Linked DNA regions of Mus musculus: regions 2 and 3 are each linked to region 1. The links are chromatin contacts, called in public HiChIP or PLAC-seq maps. All regions are on one chromosome and are shown on one strand. Each heading gives the region's core, a stretch centred on a gene start, on an enhancer-like site or on the middle of the called end of the contact. The rest is flanking DNA. Distances are from core to core; before and after follow the strand shown. Region 1 overlaps Endod1 (endonuclease domain containing 1). Region 2 holds the start of Ankrd49 (ankyrin repeat domain 49). Region 3 overlaps 1700019J19Rik (RIKEN cDNA 1700019J19 gene).

What was found. HiChIP or PLAC-seq counts read pairs in DNA pulled down with a chosen protein or histone mark.
Region 2: an H3K4me3 HiChIP or PLAC-seq map of bone marrow-derived macrophages shows a contact between it and region 1, with 3 times the contacts expected there. The contact joins the promoter of Ankrd49 here to the enhancer-like site in region 1. A contact is called at or near these places in 12 of 39 promoter capture datasets (the 3T3-L1 cell line, 3T3-L1-derived adipocytes, the C10 cell line and 9 more), 1 of 484 Hi-C or Micro-C datasets (the G1E-ER4 cell line), 1 of 115 datasets of contacts at active chromatin or transcription factors (bone marrow-derived macrophages) and 3 of 9 other capture datasets (adipose tissue, embryonic stem cells and pancreatic islet).
Region 3: a contact with region 1 is called in an H3K27ac HiChIP or PLAC-seq map of large pre-B cells, with 2.3 times the contacts expected there. The contact joins two enhancer-like sites. A contact is called at or near these places in 2 of 115 datasets of contacts at active chromatin or transcription factors (effector CD8 T cells and large pre-B cells) and 1 of 9 other capture datasets (embryonic stem cells).

Annotation. Positions count from the first base shown.
Region 1 is chr9:14,363,374-14,367,634 of GRCm38.p6, reverse strand. The region is part of intron 1 of Endod1 (endonuclease domain containing 1); the gene reads left to right. Among named protein-coding and RNA genes, the nearest start is that of Gm34156, 4.0 kb to the left of the region's middle. Within about 2 kb of position 1,959, at least 121 of the 459 cell types and tissues checked have an H3K27ac peak or open chromatin away from gene starts, as enhancers often do. A contact at or near this core is called in adipose tissue, bone marrow-derived macrophages, hematopoietic stem and progenitor cells and 1 more, where this site is marked.
Region 2 is chr9:14,782,048-14,786,308 of GRCm38.p6, reverse strand. It overlaps Ankrd49 (ankyrin repeat domain 49), which reads left to right and starts at 1,736. Exons shown (of 3, transcript NM_019683.4): 1 at 1,736-1,789; 2 at 3,347-3,694. The coding sequence starts at 3,440. Mre11a (MRE11A homolog A, double strand break repair nuclease) reads right to left here and starts at 1,655. Exons shown (of 20, transcript NM_018736.3): 1 at 1,552-1,655; 2 at 781-878. The coding sequence starts at 800.
Region 3 is chr9:14,101,789-14,106,049 of GRCm38.p6, reverse strand. It overlaps 1700019J19Rik (RIKEN cDNA 1700019J19 gene), which reads right to left. Exons shown (of 4, transcript NR_166640.1): 3 at 851-1,046. Among named protein-coding and RNA genes, the nearest start is that of 1700019J19Rik, 14 kb to the right of the region's middle. Within about 2 kb of position 2,354, at least 27 of the 459 cell types and tissues checked have an H3K27ac peak or open chromatin away from gene starts, as enhancers often do.

The sequences.
Region 1 (4,261 bases), core at 710-3,209:
CAAGGGGAAAGGCCCCTTGTGGGTGGGACCATCTCTGGGCTGGCAGTCTTGGTTCTATAAGAAAGCAGGCTGAGCAAGCCAGGGGAAGCAAGCCAGTAAAGAACATTCCTCCATGGCCTCTGCATCAGCTCCTGCTTCCTGACCTGCTTGAGTTCCAGTCCTGACGTCCTTGGTGATGAACAGCAGTATGGAAGTGTAAGACAAATAAACCCTTTCCTCCCCAACTTGCTTCTTGTTCATGATGTTTGTGCAGGAATAGAAACCCTGACTAAGACAATATGTGTCAGGCAAGGTCTCGTTGGCTTTGGCGCTCCATTATAGTGATAATCTGATATGGAGATGCTGTCCATAAACATGTTCTGAGTTTTCAGATGGCGCTGACATTGGTCCCTCAGGTGGAGTCCTGTGCCTATGCACCTTGTTGGCCAGGCCCTTTGCTGCTCTCTTCTGAAGTGCTCTTCTCATCTCCCAGCTGCAAGGACCAAGACAAGCTGCCGCTGCGCTTGCTTTCCCAGTTTTATCCTGGCATCTGCAAGTTTGCATTGTCTACAAGGCCCCTGCCCTTTATCCATTCCAGGCTTACTGGATTTTCTAATAACAGGGTCCCTGATATTTAGCCTCACTGATGCAAGAACTGTGGACTCAACTACTTTTAATCACATGCACAGGGACATGGGGTTGGGTGGGTCTGACATGAGAATACACTAGGAGATTCTCAGACACAGGAAACACAGGGACATGGGGTTGGGTGGGTCTGACATGAGAATACACTAGAAGATTCTCAGACACAGGAAACACAGGGACATGGGGTTGGGTGGGTCTGACATGAGAATACACTAGGAGATTCTCAGACACAGGAAACACAGGGACATGGGGTTGGGTGGGTCTGACATGAGAATACACTAGGAGATTCTCAGACACAGGAAACACAGGGACATGGGGTTGGGTGGGTCTGACATGAGAATACACTAGGAGATTCTCAGACACAGGAAACACAGGGACATGGGGTTGGGTGGGTCTGACATGAGAATACACTCGAAGATTCTCAGACACAGGAAACACAGGGACATGGGGTTGGGTGGGTCTGACATGAGAATACACTAGAAGATTCTCAGACACAGGAAAGGAGGCAAATTACTCAGGTCTCAAAGGAACCAGGCTGGGAAATTTCAGGAAACAAGATGACTGTGATCCTTAAAGTTTTGTTTTCTCTCCCAAATTAAATAATATATATGTGTTTGTGTTTCTACCTGGTGGGGGTAGGTGCAGGTGCACGTGCCACGGTCCGCAGGACACAGCATGCCTGTGGCACTCAGAGGAGCTTTGGGGGCAACAGTTCTCTTCTTCATGGGTTCCATGAATTGAACACAGAAATCTGCATTCTAACAGGGAATGATATGTTTGCAGATGAACTGAATTCGGAGACTTAGCGATTTAAGATGTTAGGAATGGGGACTCCTAATTTTACCTGACAACTCTGAATTCAGTACCACATGTGACTGTCAAAAGAGTTGCTCTGGAAAGGCAAACAATGTCCAGTGCAAAAGAGACTGTGCCATAGGGAAGGAACCCAAGGCAACTGGGCTTGTAACCTGAGAGAATTCTGCAAGCTGGAAAGGCCTGAGAGGAACCAGTCTCTTTCTTACGCTCCCAGGAGATTGAATGGGGACCTCAGCAAGAGCAGGGGCAGCCAGAGCAGTCCCCAGAGAGCTGGCTTGCCCTGGTGCAGCCCTCCCCTTGGGGCTTCCTTTCCAGCACTGACTGCCAGTTTGGAATTGGTGTGTTCTATTTTAATTTCTTTTCAAGAAAAAGTCTGAAGTGGAAAGGGTTTCTTTTTCCCCAGCGATTCTGAGTCAGTTGATGAGAAGGTGGTCTGAGTATCCTTGCAGGTCATACAGCACTTAACTCATGGGTGTGCCCAGCCAGGCTGGCTGCTGGAAGCCAAAGCAGGAAGGTGTGTGTGGTCAGGGAGCCCAGAGGAAGGTGATTCACCAGGAAGAAGGCCAGTAGGCCCGTTATGGTACCAGACACTCAGCACAGGAAATGGAAACCTCTTGATTTCTGGGTCTAAAAAAAGCAGAAGAAAGAACATTAGCATCCATCTAAATCCTCTGCAGCTGCCTCTCTTCTCAGGGGATTCGGAATTACAGATGCCTCCTAGTAGGGAGTTAGGCAGGCTCATTTCTTTATGGGTGGGTCAGTACTTCCTTTGTTCTGGGAGCTGGAAGGCTTCCTCTCTGTCCCTCCTCCATCCATTGCAGCAAGGCTGCTGTTTGAGGCTCCCTGGATCTTTGTTGTTGTTGTTGTTGTTGAAAGGCAGTTCCTTATTATCCATAGTGAGATGTTTGGGTGGAAGCCTTCTGGCCCCAAAGACAGTTAACTCCCGTGTTGGATCACAGGGAGCCTTTCTGCTCTAGACAGTTCTGGTAAGATCATCTATCCTATTGATTGATGATTCTAGCTCAAGGTTCTTGCCCTTCCTGGTAAGGAGGGACTTCTTCTACCCAGTGGTGACGGACAGGGCGTGTGTGCGCATGCGCATGCGCGTACTTGCTCATCATCTTCATTCAGCAGAACACACACCATTCAGCCTGCTCTATTATTCAAGACTTATTAAAAAATAAAAATAAAACAAGGCTGTAGGAAGACTCTGTCCCCAGTTAAACTGGTGTTCACTGGGTCGGCTCCCCTATGAGTGCTTATCTGGTTGTGGCTTAAAATTCTCCAAGGGGAAGGAAACGCCACCCTTGCCAAGGCAGCCCACCCAAGCTTAAAGTCCGCTTTGATGACTCTTCTTCAGCATACCTTTTCCTAGTGGAAGTTTGTGAGGCAGCAACAGAGAAAGGACAATCTGCTCTCTTCCCAGTCTCTTGTAAACTGTGATGAATCCTGCGTGCATCCTGTGGGTAGGCTGTCGTGCCAGGTGTGTAGCAGAGACCGTTGGACACTAGCCTTGACCCATCAGTTCAGCCGCTCAGACAGATGGGTGAATGCACTTGGCAGGGACTGACTGGAAATGTAAGATCCATGGCTCTCATCCTTTCTTTTTCATTTTTTTTTCTTTTTTTCTTTTCTTTTCTTTCTTTTTTTGTTTCTGTTTTTGTTTTTTTTGTTTGTTTGTTTTTGTCTTTTCAGGGCAAGGTGTTTCTGTGTAGCTCTGGTTGTCCTTGAACCTTCTCTGTAGAGCATGCTGGCTTTGAACTCAGAGCTCTATCTGCCTCTGCTTCCCTAGTGCTGGAAATAAAAGTCATGTGCCACTGTGCCTTAAACAGAGTAAGAGATAGCTTATTCTGGTGCCATTTTGAGTGACTGTGGCCCTGAAAGACACATTTAGGTTACTCAAAAGTTCATGTTCCAATATGGAAGTAGTCTCACAAGGTTTTTATAGTTTTACAGAACAAAAAGAGTCATGCATCAAGGCAAGTTTAAAATACATTGCTGGGTGTGGCAGAGAGGCAGGTTCATGGAAGTGAAGGGAACTTTTGTACAGATGTAAGATGCTGTCTGATAACACAGTTAGCTCTTTGACTGGTGGAATTAAGTTAGTAGCTTCTAAGAGGTTTTTGTTTAGATACAAAGTTGGGAAGGAATGTCTGTTTCAGAAGGCTGAAGTTAACCCAAGATGAAGCCTCTGAACCTGCAAAATTTCAGTTTTTCCACAGTACTGAAATTCCAGTTTGTCCATCAATCTCTGCAAACACAGAAACCTTCCAGGAGGTTTTGTTTGTAGCTGGACACAGCTTCTCTTCATTCATAGTAGTCATCTTGCTAAATCTCCTCAGCCTCCCCAGGCTCCGCCTCCATGTCTACCCGAGGCCCAGGCTCCGCCTCCATGTCTGCCCATGGCCCAGGCTCCGCCTCCATGTCTGCCCATGGCCCAGGCTCCGCCTCTATGTTGTTCAGCTGCTCATCAGCATGCTTAGCTTGACCCTTACACCTTTCTTTCCCCTTTGTTGGTTCTTCAGTGCATTGACCTTCTGAGTTCTCCCTGTGCTCTGTCCTGGATGTTGTGATGTCAGTGCTAACTGCGACATCCCCCAGGAACCATCCACATCAGCCCTCCTCCTCCCTCCTCTCAGGAGAGCCTTCCCACAGGAGCTGACACTTCCCATGTGCTCCCTCAGTCCCATATGACCTCCTGCTACCTTGAGCCTGCTATACGGGCTGACTCTTCATTATGATGCAGGCAGACAAAGGTTAAGAGAGTAGACTAAACCTTCAGTCTGTTGAACTGACTTTCTTCTGGCTTTCAAATTTACTG
Region 2 (4,261 bases), core at 487-2,986, 420 kb before region 1:
TAGTTCTTTATATCTCAGTCCCTGCAGAGAAAGAGGCAAGCATGGTCACTATCTCTAAAAAATAAGGCCAGACACAGAGATAGTAACTCGTTCATCACACAACCAGTTGCAGAAACAAGACTAAGGCAGTAAAAGTTAGGCTATTTTCACTCGTATAGTTAGTTCACTTTTGTATATAACTCCACAGATCAGAAACATCCACAATTGTATGCACGAAGCCCTGGGTAACCCACAAACTTCTCAGCTCCCACAGCTGTACCCTTCCACTCTCATTCAGACCTCAAAATTAACTGGAAAGGAGTATTATTAGTCTAGTTATGCAAATGAAAATAAAACCAGGCAAGCCAGAGAACTGCTGATCTTCCTAACATTAAACAGCTAATTTTGACCAAGAACTTGAAACCAGAGTGGAAGACACCACTCGTGTTCAAGGATTTTCTTCTGCCACCTGACTTCTATAGTCCTTTTATTTCTTTCCATTTTGTTCAAATTCACTTCAACTAGGGTAACTTACTCTAAAGGACTATTTATAGACTCGAGACTAAGACAAAGCCAGAGAGCATGAGCCTCCCTGCATGGCCATGTAATTACTGCAACACATTCATCTATTGCTCCACCTCATTATTTATTTATTTATTGCTAATAAGCATAAGTATGTGCTTTTAATTATGCATGACAGACGTTTTGGGGGATACTCTATCCATTATTAAATTCTGTTGCTGTTTATATTAAAATATCACTTTTCTCGTAAGGTCATCACAATTAATATGTCAGGCTTACAGTGGATCTGTGGGGCTCATTTTTATAGTAGAGTTCCTCTGTACCAGGTTCCTCTCCAAGTGTTCAGGTATGTCAGAAAAACCACTCGAATCCAAACTCTAAAAATAAATACCAAAATGCACATATTATAAAGGTTGCACATATTTCACTAACATGAGCTCAGTTGCAGGGTAGACTTTTTGAACAAGCGCTAGTGATTTTGAGAAAGTCCTATGTACGTCTTCAACACTTACTATAATTGTTTCATGACCTAAGAACAGAAAGCCACATCCTGAAGTGAAGTCCTAATTGCACTATCACTACTATTTCTCTACTATCTTCTTCATGAGATTGGTGTGTAGTAAACCCCTGGACAGGAAAAATGAAACGTAACTTTCTACGTGCATAATTTAAGCTGCTCCGCGCAGGACTTTGAATCAGAGGCCACCCCATACTCTTAACACTAACATGGGTTTTATGGGGCAGCCCACATTTAAAGACAGAATAAATAACCAACACATGGTCTAAGTGGAACACCTCGCATCCCCAGCTCGGCGAAGGCGGCGCTGCCACTACAGGAGACCTCCCACCCGCGGGACTCCGAGGCGGACTCCGAGGCGGAACGCAGAGCCCGCATCCCTCCATGCCCACCCGGCCCGTCTTCCCTAACGGCCCCACGCACTCGGGGCTTCCGTTCGCCCCGGACCCGCACGCTACAAGACCGTAGCAAAGCCTAAGTTACCCAACATGGACTTGTCAGAGTCGACCAGGGAGGCCACAAGCCATCTCTACCTCAGGAAAAGGGGGCGGGAGTCTCCAGAACCACAAGAAAACCGCTCCCAGAAACCTGAATTAGGCGCGGGAGAGCGGCATCCGTACTTCTCGCGAGATCCATTGATGACGTGACATCACAGAATGTCTAGATTCTCATTGGCTACAGAATGGCTCCGTCACCTCACAGGAGCCAATCCTGAGCAGCGAAGGGGCGAACCCGGAAAGGAAGTTCTCGGTGAGGTTCTCTCTGTGAAAGGTGAGGCGCGTGTCCGGAGCGGTGGGGCGGGCGGCTGTGGGCGGCCGGCCACCTCGCAGGTAGCATCGTGGCAGAGTCTTCGCTTTGCGATTCGGAAGGCCTCGCCTGCTAGACCAAAGACCTTTCTTCCCTGCTTCCCCTGACGATCGCCCCAGAAGCCTCGGTTTTGTGTTTTCAGAGAACCTTGAAGAAAGTGCAGTAGAAATGATTTGGAGCCTTGAGTTAGAGCAGACCCCCTCAGGACCTCAGAAGGGCCCGTGTACCGCAGCGACAGTGATCTGTCAGTACCCGAGCGCAGGCCTCTGAAATGGGGGGCTCCACCCAATGAGATGAGAACTGGAACAGTTGCTATCTCTCTCAAAATGGAGGGTTCCCTTTAAATTAGGAAATGCATCCTATTCCTCCATAATAGTATGCATCGAGCTTTATACCCAGAGTCGAGATACATTTGGGTTTGATTTTTTAATTAAGCATACCAAGACAATAAGTTAAGAATTAATATGAAGGAGTTTTCAGGTGTGGGAAGGGGGGCTGCGATCTGTGCCATATTTTGGTTAGTGACATCTGTTAAGCGCTTAATGAATTGGTGTATAGTAGCTTTTTAAAAAATGAGTTTGAAGTGAAAGGAAATATTGAAAATGTTAAGAAAATAGTTCTGATAGTTCTTTTAAAAAAGAAAAAAGAAAAACACAATGCTGCCAAAACCTTAACAAATCCCTTAATGGAGTTTATAGGCCCTAAGAAGTCATTGGTCATGATTCTGATACTCTTGTCACTAGTGATGAAGCTTAATTGGACAATGGAATATTAAACTTGAAATTAAGTAGAACAAATCTATGAGGAGTGTGTATAACTAAGTTCCTCTTAGAGGCCATTCAGAGCAAGATTAAATGATAGGTCTTAAGTTTAATGATACAAATAGTTCTTAATGCAGGTTACATACAAATGGCATAATAATCTGTGTTAAAGATGGCCTATCCTTAAAAGCTTAATAGCAAAACAATATAAGACATAGCACCTGAAATAATAAACATTAGATTCTAATTGGGTCAACAGAAAGAAGTGGTAACACTAACAATAGCAACAAAAAACTGCCAAATTCAACAAATATGGTTAAAAGATTGATGGTTTTCAAAGTAACTTCTCATTTTCTTTAAGGCTTATGTGCTAGGTAACTCTTGAAGTTGATGTCAGTGTATAAATTAATATGGCAGTTTATCAGAAGACTAATCTTTTAGGACTGGGTGAACTATGGTCCTCCTGTGTACTCACTGTCAGGACTCCATCAGTTTTAACATACCTAAATTAATAGATTAAAATTAAGATAGTTGTAGCCATTTACTTAGTAGAAGAAAGCATTTCTAAAAGGTAAAGACTATAAATGATCATAGATAGCAGAAATCTCTGAAATCTTATATTTAGTAAACTTAATGGATATGAGAAAACACCAAAGCCTTATGACATAGAATTTATCTGGCTTGTTTGTAAGGTTGTATCCGTGCTGTTAATAATATCTAGTTACTGCTGTGCTAACAACTGTTGTGTTTGTGTTTTCAGGTTAGAAAGAATCAAACAATGCAGACATAATTCATCTCCTTAAAGATTGCGCCCTAGTACTTGAAATGCTTTTTATTTAAAAGAGTAGTAAAAATGGAAAAAGAAAAAAAGGATGATGAAAAACCAGACCTGGAAAACTCTGTGGACTTTTCTGAACAGTTTAACCAGCTTGAATTGTTGAAAACTCATGGACACCTGATTCCCACTGGTACTCAGAGTCTCTGGGTAGGCAATTCTGATGAAGATGAAGAGCAAGAGGAAAAAAACGAAGAGTGGTACCAATTGCAAGAAAAAAAGATGGAAAAAGATCCAAGCAAATTGCTTCTTTGGGCTGCTGAAAAAAATCGGGTAAAAAAAAGAAACCATTACATAGTTGGAAAAGCATTTGGTTTGGAGCCCAAAGACCTACTCCTAAACATCTTATCTTTACCTTTTGGCACATTCCAACATTTTTGACCCTTTAATTTCTTGTCTTTAAAAATGGTAGCTTAATATTTTTCTCATTTATAGGAGTGCCACATGAAGTAGTGTATATGAAAGTGCACATTATGTTATAAGCTGGCTCTAGATGTTTGGGGGTAATTATAAACAGTCCTCTAATTAAATTACTAGGATCCTTCTACACGTCAGCATTACTGAGAACAAGTAAGATGGAGACTAACTTAGCTGCAACTCCACCAAGTGTCTTACTGCACTTGTTTACTCCCCACAGTCTTGCGAGGAGGCAAATGTCATCCAAAACACTCTCAGACTCAGTTCTTCCCACTTGACCATTTGTACTTAACTTTACTAAGTTCTCCCATATCCATGTTAGTAAGTCAAAACCAGAAGTGTTTTGCAGTGTATGATAGCTTTTCAATCCCAGAGCACAGTGTCCTCTGTCTGGTCCATAGACCAGCCCAGACATGGTGCACA
Region 3 (4,261 bases), core at 1,105-3,604, 260 kb after region 1:
AAGCCAGAGGCCTCAGATCACACCAACGACTCATTGCAATGGGCATTTTCAAATAAAGATGTGTGGACAAAAGGGTTGACTTTGTGACACACTGTGACACACTACAGCTTCCATGATGAGATTTTTTTCTTTTGTCTTTGGGAGGGAGCTTGCAAGGGTGGGGGGGGGGGAGATACAAAGGGACAAGGAGGTGACTGGGACTGGGGTGCGCGATGTGAATGTCACAAAGAATCAATAAAATATTTTAAAAAGAGAAAGAAACTGAGACTGTGAGAGTTATCTGCTTCCAGGCCCTGGATAGTAGACTATAAAATCACAATTCAGAGCTTGGCCTAGCTACCTCAAATGGCAAACCATTAATGCTTGCACCAGGTAGCTTCCCACTGTGCCTGCATAGAACCTGGCTATCACACATGAAGTAGATTGTGTAATTGAACTAACATGGTTTTACCAAATTCCTATAACTTGTACTAGCTTGTCGGAAATAGTGTATAATAGTCACAAAATGACGGATGGGATACTTTGAAATACGGAGCTAGCATGTGTCCTCTTCTTACAATTCCTACCCATTATTTCATTAACTCATTTCCTCATTCCCTTTAAAGTGTGATTGTCAAATGCAAAAGCAGATCTAGGCAGAGACTGAAGGTCGGAAGGAACACAGAGGTGGGACACTAAAGCCCAGACCCACTGGCCCCGTCCCGATGTTCCTGCTCCCCACCACATCACCACACCAGGTAGAACCTGAAGTGCTGTCCTTCAGAGCTTAGTCCCAGCAGCAAGGACAGTGCTGAGGGACAGGGCTCCTACAATTATGTCAAGATCCTCTAATGTCATCAGATTCATTTACCTGCTCCTCAGATAAGAGATCTGAACGCTTTCCAGTAGCCTGTGGCCCCTTTGAAGTACCTACTTCAAGGGCAGCTCTTTGCCAGAGTCGGGACTTTCCAAGTGAAGGAGTGTGGTGGGTCAGCAGGGATTGCAGAGCAGGCATCCAAAGCCCTGACTGGTGGCAGCTGGCTCCAGGGATATTTGGATGACCTCATCTGTATAAAAATAGGCACTTCTAAAGAACTTGAAAGCATCTTGTTCTCTTAAGAAAGGTTAAAAAGCATCCTTCCTTTTGTTTGCTCTCCTAATTGCCTTAGCACTCCCTGTTAAGGAGAGTGGACTTGAAAGTCTTGTTAAAGAATGGACAAACTGAGGGTTATAGTTTCAATGTCTTCTCTAATTTTACACAACTCATGGGGGTGTAGAGAACTTGATTAACAACTGACTTTTCTTCATGTGCTCTGATTGGGTTTGGAGGGGAGATGTGGATTTATTGGAGAGGGAACCCTGTCCTAGAAGGTTCCTTAAGCAGTGTAGCACTAGACATTGAGACATGACCACTAACATCTGTGTTCAGCATCCCAATAAGAACTGGAGTGAGGCCAATGTTGGGCAAAGATGAGAAGTAAGGGAGTCCCTGGAAATGGCTTGGTGTTAAGATGAGATTCTAAAATGTATTACATTACCAGAAGTGAAGGCTGTAGAAAGAAGCTCTTTTGTAGACTCTATCTCGACTTTGGTGTTCATTCACATCAAGTTTGAAGGTTTGCAGGTTTCCTGAATTGAGGACCAGGAGGGCTCTATGAAAACCAACTTAGAGCTTCCTGGGACTGGAGCAGAATACTAGGGAGTCGTCTCTGCATGACCTGTGTGTCACCTTTAACTCACGGTTCCTTGTCTTGAGGCCACAGCCGATGGTTAGTGGGGACAGAGTCTAGCCCTCTTGCTGCTCCGGGAGGAAAGGTATCTAATGTGGTTAGTGGGGACAGAGTCTAGCCCTCTTGCTGCTCTGGGAGGAAAGGTATCTAATGAACCCTCTGTCTCATGGAATTAAAGATGCAGGTCTTAGGGGCCTGCTGACCCAGCCTTATGACCTACTTCAAACAAGGTGGAATTGGTACTGGAGTACCTGAGCATAGTACCTGAGACACCCTGAGGGATAGCAATAGTAATGGGACATAAACCAGACTGAGGCTTAAGATAAGCTTCTTTTGTAATTGGAGAAGCACTGGAGCCAAGAAATAAGGGCATACATACCCAGGCAGCACCCGAATGTTGAGGATGGACTGAGCCTTGCAGAGCTGATGTTAGACACACACCCACACTGAATACACCCCCCAGCAGAGAGAGAGAGAGAGAGGGAGAGAGGCAGACATGCAGATAGACAGATACACATAGACACACAGAGAAGAGACAGACAGACAAACAGACAAGACACACACATCACTTCTTCCTTGTTCCTGACAGCAGGGGCCCTCTTTGCTTGGTTGACTCTGGTTCCTTTTCCTCTTTGATCTTAAGTTCTTCATCCCCTCACAGTCATCAGCTTCCTCAAAACACAGGACTAACAAATGCAGACAGCTGTGTGTGGGTCCCTGTCACCAAATGGCTTGGTTTTCGATTTGGTTTATGAAATTTCCCAGAAAGGTATTTGTCAGGATATGGTCCTCTTTTGAATGTCCCTGTCTCGGAGGTTGGGTAGGCAGAGGTTAAAGTGGTTCATGGTCTTTTCACTCCTCATTGCTCACCCCGAATCATTCTACAGCTGTCTCTGTAATGCTTTAACCCCTCCCCCCCCCACCCCACCCCCCACCCCCCGGGCAGAGGTGAGTTGATGTGGATCTTTGTGTGTCTGAGATCCACGGAAAGTATAGCACTCCACTTGTTCAGAGACTCCTCTCTAGGTTGCTTAATGTGACGAGGTAAACCACCACCATGAGACATATCTCTGCAAGAAAACAGGACTCACAATGTCACCTGCCTGGGAGAGCCTGGGAGCAGAGCCCTTCCTATACAGGCTTCTGATACAAGGGTGCTCCCATGAGGCTTTGATGCCAGTGCAAAGCTGAGGGCCTGCTCAACTGTGAGATCACAAACATGTATTTTTGGATGCTAAGTTTTTTATGATTTGTCACACAGCTTTGAGTAGCTAGGAATGGTAGGCACTATTACAGCACTTCCAGGAAAGAGACAGGAAAGCATAGATGATAAAGAGAAATGGTGTATCACTTTATACTTTCTCCCTTGCAGCCCTTCAGATCTGTTCCCAAAGGCTCACTAGTGGAGTACACACCTCCCTGGACCCCAGCCTTTAAGAAGGCTTTGCAATTGATACCGGCTTTTTGTGCGTTCATCAGGGAGCATTTTGTACTAGAGATCCCCCACCATGGGTCTCTACCACAATGTGTTTATATTCCTGGTAGCAGCTTTCCACATGCAAATGATTAGATACTGCAGAGGTGTCAGCTAACTGTCTACAGAGCAGCGTTTACAATTCGTGCATACAAACACTCCAGTCCCTGCGGACTGTTCACATGCAGCTCTGCTTCTCTATTAAGAACATAGACAATGAGTCACCATGTAAAAATAATTATCAAGGACAGTAAGATTTTCAACACAAAAAGAAGTACATGGTTATCTCAATGTTTAAGGTGGGGCCCTGAGATAATTTGAGGCAAGGGAATCGATCAGAGAAGGTCAAGCTGACATTGAAGACTAAAAAGAGGGTATCTGCCAGGAGGTGGGTGTGAATATGAAGAAATGGGCTAGGAAGTAAGGCTCTGTCAAAATAAACATCCTGGCAAAGACATGGAGAGAACAAGGTTGATGTTTGCTGAAGAATGGGGTAGAGAACACCATCTGGGAAGCAGGGCAGAGGAGACAGGACTGAGGTTGACAATGGTCAGGTCATATACTACCTGGTGAACCCATCTGTGATCCCATGCTTATTCTGAAGACATTTCAGTGTGGATGAAGGAGAATTTTCTGTCTCTATTAGAAGACTAAAGGCTAAGAAGGTCAAGGAAGCCAATGAACACTGGGAGCACAGATCCTTGGCAGAGTACAGGGAGAACACAGGAGGGATGAGCCAAGTTCATAGCCATGGGAGTTAGGACAGAGGGCAGACTTCTCCATCAGGTGGCAAATAAACTCATATGGAATTGAGAGGCATGGGGAAGTCTAAAGCCCTGGTTCTTGGACCAGCTTAAGAATGAGAAGCCGGTCGCCATCTTGGTCCGGGACCCGCCGAACTTAGGAAATTAGTCTGAACAGGTGAGAGGGTGCGCCAGAGAACCTGACAGCCTCTGGAACAGGCAGAAGCACAGAGGGGCTGAGGCAGCACCCTGTGTGGGCCGGGGACAGCCGGCCACCTTCCGGACTGGAGGACAGGTGCCCGCCCGGCTGGGGAGGCGACCTAAGCCACAGCAGC